Regions from separate parts of the Gossypium hirsutum genome. Here region 2 is linked to region 1. A link is a contact called in public Hi-C data. All regions are on one chromosome and are shown on one strand. The core of a region is the stretch at or near the end of the contact, and the rest is flanking DNA. Distances in the headings are between cores, read along the strand shown. Region 1 holds the start of LOC107925676 (mediator of RNA polymerase II transcription subunit 28). Region 2 holds the start of LOC107931227 (U3 small nucleolar RNA-associated protein 14).

What was found. Hi-C and Micro-C count contacts between places; a contact is called where the count stands out from the background.
Region 2: a Hi-C map of leaf shows a contact between it and region 1, with 2.6 times the contacts expected there. The contact joins the promoter of LOC107931227 here to the promoter of LOC107925676 in region 1. A contact is called at or near these places in 10 of 34 Hi-C or Micro-C datasets (callus, hypocotyl, leaf and 1 more).

The regions. Positions count from the first base shown.
Region 1 is chrA12:85,609,853-85,613,619 of Gossypium_hirsutum_v2.1, reverse strand. It overlaps LOC107925676 (mediator of RNA polymerase II transcription subunit 28), which reads left to right and starts at 2,364. Exons shown (of 3, transcript XM_016856388.2): 1 at 2,364-2,864; 2 at 3,072-3,184; 3 at 3,279-3,588. The coding sequence starts at 2,696. The coding sequence ends at 3,413.
Region 2 is chrA12:85,737,353-85,741,541 of Gossypium_hirsutum_v2.1, reverse strand. LOC107931227 (U3 small nucleolar RNA-associated protein 14) reads right to left here and starts at 1,345. Exons shown (of 12, transcript XM_016863042.2): 1 at 773-1,345; 2 at 1-356. The coding sequence starts at 201.

The DNA.
Region 1 (3,767 bases), core at 1,115-3,614:
CGGGCTTACCTCCTAATCGTGAAGTTGAGTTTGTGATTGATTTGATTCCTGGAATTGCACCGATATCGATATCACCGTATCGTATGGCACCAGCTGAACTAAAAGAATTGAAAGCATAGTTGCAAGAGTTATTAGATCGAGGGTTTATTCGACCAAGCATGTCTCACTAGGGTACCCATGTATTGTTTATGAAAAAGAAAGACGACTCTTTGAGATTGTGTATAGACTACAGACAGTTGAACAAAGTCACGATAAAAAGTAAATACCCTTTTCCACGTATCACCGATTTGTTTGATCAATTAAATTGGGAAATAAATTTGGATTTTGTAAACAGTGATTATAAATCTTAGCCCTAGACTCGTTTCGCCAACTATCCACAAACACGACTCCAACCCAACATGCACTTTTTGACTTGAAGTCAAGTTAACTTTAACTCAAGTTAACTTTAAGGGAAGAGTTGTCAAATCCCGATACTTAAGAAAAATGTGATTACCGATTGGGAGGATTTTTAGTACGGATATGTATCTCACGATTCTTGATCGGAAAGAATATCAGCCTAAAGCTAGGTTGGTATTTAGTGAAGCATGAAATTATTCATGCCTTGGCTGGTTATGGAGTGGATTTGAATGAAAATGGTAGAAATTTGGAAGGGAAAGGACTTGGGAAACAATTAAACAGATTTTTGCAAAAACAAGGAAAATGAAATGGAATTGTAAACACATGAAATTGGAAAGAAAGGAATAATTCTTTTTTAATTCCAAAATGAAATCAAATGTCAAGTGTATCTTCCAAGCTACCTTAAAGCTCTATATCACTTACTAAATTTGGCTTAACCACCTAACACATAATTAAAATTTAATAAAATATAAAATTAGATTTTTTTCTAATTTTAGTTTTTACAAAGTCAAAAGAAATCTTATGAGTCCTTGGCTATTTTCACATTTTTTATTCAGCCCCACTTTATTGATTGTGTTGTGAATTGGTCCTTTTCTGCTCATTTTTAACTCACAGCATCCCAATTGCATCTTTGACAAGATTAAAACATAAAACCACTAATTCAAGAGGAATCAATTCAAGAATTAACCAATTAAACACAAAAAATCATGCAAATTTAACATGTTATCATTTACTAATATTTATGAGACTTTACCAAAATTTCTATGATTACCAATATTTTTAAATTTTCTAAACCCCATTTCCCATACCAAGTCTTGACAATTACCAAAATTTCTATTGTCTTACCAATATATCTAACAATTTACCAAAAATTTTAAAGATTTACCAAAATGTCTGATGAGTTACCAAAATTTCTATCATTTTACTAATATTTATAAGATTTTACCAATATTTTCAAAATTTCTAAACCCTATGCCAAGTCTTAACAATTACCAAAATTTCTATGACTTTACCAAAATATTCAATGATTTACCAAAATTTCTAATGATTTACCAATATATCTAATGACTTGCTAACATTTCTAAGGATTTATCAAAATATCTATCAATTTTCGAGTAAATCTATCGGTTTACCAAAATATCTAATGATTTAACAATATATATCTAACGGTTTACCAATATTTTAAAGGATTTATAAAAATATCTAACAATTTACCAAAATTTCTAAAGATTTATCAAGATATCTAACAATTTACCAAAATTTCTAATGTTTACCGAAATATCAAATGATTTATCAAAATTTCTAATGTTTTACTAAAATTTCTATCAATTTACCATTATTTATGAGACTTTACCAAAATTTCCAAGTTTTTACAAATATTTCCAAATTTTCTAAACCTTATACCAAGTCTTAAAAACTACTAAAATTTCTATGACTTTACCAAAATATCTAAGGACTTATTAATATATTTAATGATTTATTAATGTATCTAACGGTTTATCAAAATTTTTAAGAATTTAGTAAAATATCTAACGATTTTCCAATATTTCCAAAGATTTACCAATGTATCTAATTATTTACTAAAATATCTAACGATTTACCAAAATTTCTATCGATTTATCAATATTTATGAGACTTTACCAAAATTTATAAGATATTACCAATATTTCCAAAATTTCTAACCCTATACCAATTCTTAACAATTAATAAAATTCTTAACTTCACCAAAATTTCTAATGATTTTAGCAAAATTTATATGAATTTATCAATATTTCTTAGGATTACCAAAATATCTAGAAATTTTATCAATATTTCTATGGACTTACCAACATTTATATGAATTAATCAAAATATCTAACATTTTACCAAAATTCTTAAAACTAAACCCTTAACCATTTTGTTTAACCCACAACCAAAATATCTAGAGACTTTTTTATTTAGGAGCCCATAGTAGAACTACTCACTACATTCTGCAGCTTTCCTGCTAATAATGGCGCGGGCAGCCCTTTTTCTTCTGTAATCAATTTTCACTTAAAAAATATTTGAAAAAAACTGCTGGTCGTACGTGGTCGTTTAAGGTTGAGCATAAATCATGTGGATCAACCTTTACGGAAACGGGGCCGAAAAAGAAAGCCCATTGAGAAATGCAGATTCCAGTCGGGAGAAAAACTGAAAGAAATTGAAGTTTTGTAACCCTTTATTTGGTCGTACAGAAGAAAGGGGGGGATGGAGGGGGAACGTTAAACCCTAGACATTGTTAAGAGTGAAATTAAACGTGTGTTTGTTTGGGTGAAGAATAATGAGTGAAAGGCAAGAGCTTCAACCCGATCCACAGATTCAATCGCCCCAGGGTTCATCAAGAGATGACATGATTTCCTGGGTGGTGGCGTTAGAGACGGCTTTGCTCCCCTGCTTGCCAGCCAGAGAGCTTCAAGCTATCGACCGTTCTCCGCACCCTTCTCATCAGAGTCAGTTGCCTTCTCTTTTTCATTCCCCCCCCCCATTTACTTTCGATATTTGTTCCTAGTCAAACAGATACTGCATCAATTAATGAAATATATAAATAGATGCCCTAAATTGAAGTTTTCAGTGTTCTAGAGTATCCCATTTCCGATGCTTGGTTCCTCCTTTTTCTTTTTTCTTTTAAAGGGTGTTTACATTTGTAATTGCTGTAGTTGATGTGGAGAGACATGCTAGAGATTTCATGGAAGCTGCCAAGAAGCTTCAGCTATATTTCCTTGGCTTGCAACGCGAGGATCATCCAACCAAGGCTGGAATGCTCAGAAAAGTAAACCCATTAAACTTCTACTACTATAGATGATTGATGTGCGTGATTTATTGATGAATCCTCCGCAAAGAACCCTAATTTGACGTTGTAACAGGAGATTGCAACAATGGAAGAAGAGTTGAAAACGAAGACGGAGATGATGAAGAATCAGGAGAGACTGATCCAGGGATGGAGGAAGGATTTGAGTGACCAACTGGACCAACACACTACTGAACTGGAGAGAGTATAGTTATTGGCGATACTTGTGTGCTAATAATCTCTGGGGTTATATTTTGTTTGAGATTGATCTTAGTGTCTAGCTTTACCACCAATCATCATGTTGCTTTGTACTGGCAGTGAAGCATTATATCTGCTGCTTGTGTAACTGCAGAAAGCACAATTAATACAATCCTTCCATATACTAATTTTGCCCATGTGAGTTATACTTGATATAATCATATTTGGATCTAGGAATAGGATTGCATTTTGCCTTACTCAAAAATAAGCAATTTGATTCCTGTTTGATTCCTGTTTGTTAGATTAAAGAGTAATTTTAAATGTAACGATCAATTTGTTTTTTAATTTAATATATAAAAATTAATTT
Region 2 (4,189 bases), core at 96-2,595, 130 kb before region 1:
ATCACTATCGGAAGCTATTTTAGGGTCCAGGCGATCAAGCTCCGTTCGTAGCGCAGAAGGCAAGCGAGGACCTTTCCCCTTCTTTCGCTTATCGTTCTTGTTTTTCTTCATCGGTCCTTTGGAGTTGGAATACTTTTTGAACTTCTTGCTGTTTCCGGATTCACCGCCAACGGCTCTCTCTTTCCGCTTTTTAACTGCCATCGTATTGGCAGTGTCTCAAATATCGATGCCGCGGGTCGCTATTTTGCGATATCGGCACCGTCCGCCGCTAAAAATATCTCAAAAGGCGGTGTAACGGAAAATAGCGGCGATAAAGTTATCTATTTCCGCTGAAAGGATAGCTTTAAAACAAATTTCTGCTTCTCACCAAAGTCAACAGAGAGAGAAAAAATGAGATGATACGAAGAAATAAGTAAGGAGCAGTAGGATCGAAAGCTGAAAATAAAAAATAGCAGAGTGATACAGATGCAGAGGCAGGGAGCAGATATTGGACTCTTAAGTTTAGGGTTGAAGGGATATGAGGGCGGGTCCCGACAAAAAAATGATACGACTTTTTATTAAAATTATTCGATTTTGAGCTCAGTTGGGTCGGATTCAGACTGGGCCGATACAAAATTTTAAGCTATTTTTGGGCTGAGCCCGGGCATGGGCTTAATATGAAAGAGTCATATAAAAGCAAAATCATGCCATTTAAGTACACATTTTAATTCGTTCAAGATTTTTACTGGTTTAATAAATATATTAGATCATATCCAATTAAGCAAGCTCTTACCGAAGGAAGTTGGTAATCCGATCAAGACATTAACATGATCAGCTTCTAGTTTTGTTCGTTGAGTAATATCGTCGAAAGTTGGTGACCTGACAAAAACGAACTGGAGAAAAAGAACTTACTAGAAAGGGCCTTGAATCCAAAATCAAATCGAATCGAAGATTTTGAAAAAGGAGAAATAAAGGGGCGACTTAAAATGGGTTGACAGTTGGAGACAACCCTTGACGACGATTTGATGGCGATGAAAGCTCACGGCTAAGGTTTCAAAACAACATAGAAGGCTCCTTTTCTTGGTTAGCTTTGCAGAAGGCTTAGTTCGACAGAGAAGTGAAAGGTTTTGTTGTTAGTTTATCTTCATTTGAGTGAATAAAACAATAGAAAAGGGTAAGACCAAGACTTTAGAGGGCTCAAGAGCGGCCCAAATCTTGTAGTTTCTAATCAACGAAGTTTCCAGGCAGTGGGTATTATTTTCTTGCTTTAACTTCATTGCCTTCGTTCTTTTTGGTGGAGCTAACATAAAATAAACCAAAAACCGACGATCCAACCGTAGATGCTCCACGATTGTTTTTAGGGATTTTTGGAACACTATCGAATCATAAGAAGAACTTTCATCATTTCAACCAACATACGTGTAACAACATTAATTTCTCTTTGAAATCTGCTTTATTAATTTGCTTCCATTAAGATCTCATTATTATTAGTATTTTTGTGATTGTTGACTTCCTCATTCGGTCTAAAAAATGAGTTTAAAATTTTATCTAAAATTATTCTAAATTAAAAATACTAAATTCGAGTTTAACTTAGCCTGTATGTATTTAGTTTTTTAGATTATTTTTATGTAAAAATAAATTTTAAAAATATGTTGGAAATTCCAGGATAGCATAAATAAGGGAGAATAAAAACATGAGCAAAGAAACCAGCTAAGAATAAAAATAGCTTGAACTTGTTAATCAAAGTAATTTTCAATTTCATATTGAACTACGAATAGCTCCTTGACATAAAAATATACCATCAACTTAACATAATAGGGTAATCAACCCATCACTATAATTCCTTCTACATGTTATCCACATGTAACCAATGATCACATCCGCCTACTACATTTAATTCATCTAAAAATCATGAGTTGGGTTGGATTAAGTTTGAGTTAGGATGATATAATATATCTAAATTAATTTTTTAAGTTTAAGTTTGACCCTATTCAAAAAATAAACTTATTTTTTTACCCAATCTCAACTAGATTAAGAAAGATAAATTCAAATTTGGTCTAACCCACTCATATTTGATTTTTTATATTAGTTTTTATTTTTAAAATAATATAATATATTAAATGCATTAAGAAAATATTAAAATAAGAATTTTCTAACACGTTAAAAATATTTATATTAAAAAACACTAACATAAATATAATAAATGTTATATTGTATTAAATATGATTTTTAAAATTTTATATTTTGAGTTAGATTATTTAGTTGGATAATCTATTTTTAGGTTTTAGATAATGAGTTTAATTGTTATTGAGTTCAAGTTGAGCTCGACCCAAAAACTCTTACCAAAGATCCTACCCATATATGAAATGGATTTTAAATTTTATTCAATCCCATTTCTTAGGCATTGTATTTTTATTCAAACTTTTCTATTTTTCAAACATACCTTCGAGTCAACATAATAATAATATAATTTCTTTCTAAAACTATACCAAAAAAATTAATAAGAGTAAAATTGGGAAAAAATAGTATTATATATAAATTAATCAAAACATGTTTAACAATGATGGATGAGAAAATAAAAGATATAGCCATTGAAATCATATTAGTTTTGTTATCTTAATCATCAATTAATATAAATTTTATTCTTTTTTGGTGAGATATTATTTGAATACGACTGGGAATTTTCTTTTCTTTAAAGAATCATTATTTTTCAATGTTCTACTCTTTTTGAAAAATATTTAACTTAACAATCTTCGTTCTATTTTTTTCTTGTGATTTTATTTAGATGTTATTCGATTAAAATATGGATGATTTTTATAGAAATAAATTTTAATTTTAATTGCTATATAAATTCAAGATTAATTTTTTTTTGTCAAAAAAAATAAGCTGATATTTATTAATTAGGCTCAAGAAAATGGAACTGAAAAGTAACCAACAAACAGCAAAGTAAACGACAAACTAAATAGACCAGTTGTCCAGCATAAAAATAAATGAGACCTAGAAATTAACAAACAAAATTAAAGCAAAAGAAACCCCATGAGCCTGCAGAAGCACCGTTTCAACATCCAATATCAGCCAACCAGCTCTCCTCAACACCTGCCACTGTAACATGCAACCAAGAGCAAACGTCACTTTGCAATCTAAAAAATGGAGATTCAATGAACTTTCTCCATCCTCAAAGCGAACAAGCAAAACTCAGTTCCTCTGAACCAATTGTAATTTTTTATTGTTTGTTTAGTCATCAATTATAAAAATAAAAAAAAAATTAATTTTTCATATTTTTTAGCTTTAAACTTATGTTTTTTGTCAAATCAATCTAAAATGGATAGAAAAGTTAACCTTTGTTAATTTTACTAATGTGCCGTACACGTGGATTGCCATGTGGATGGCACATAAACATTTAATTAAAATTTTAATATTTTAATATTTTTAAAGTTTAAAAAATTAATTAAATGCTTACATATCATTCACGCAGAAATCCACGTGTATGTTAAATCATGTAAAGTTACTAAACATTTACTTTTCTATTTATTTTAGGGTAATTTAACAAAAATATAAATTTAAAGGTTAAAAAAACGAAAAATTAAATAAATAACTATTTTTTTTTGTAAAATTGGAAGATGAAAAAAATTATTATTCCTATTTTCCAATTATCTATCAATGTTAATTTCATGCTATTCAAACTTCTCGCGTCTGAAAAATATAATTGTCAAAAACTATATTAATCTATTATAATATAACTACAGTAATTTATTCCCTAATTTTTTAATAATTTTTTACCCCTTTTCGTCAACTTTTTTTTAATTTAATATCACTACAATAGTCTATTCCCTAAATTATATTTTAATTATAACATGTTATGAAATAAATAATAAAGAAGATGAAAAAATAAAATAGAAATAGAAGAACAAAGATAAGTATGAATTTTATTAATTAAATCGCTATGTTTAAAATATTTCTCTAAAATTGGGACTGTAAATAAATCGGGTGATAAGGCGGTGATAAGGTGGATCGTCCGAGGAGCCTGACCATCGAAAAAAAAAGAAAATTTTGAGAGAGTTTTGAGAAAATTTTAAGGTTTTTTTAAATAATAGGCTAAATGAATTTTTGGGGCAAAATTTTAACTTATATAGCTTGTATAAACGGCCCCATTTTGAATTTTAGGTTCAGAGGTCAAAAAGACGCGTTTTGGCCTTTGACCCATTCAACC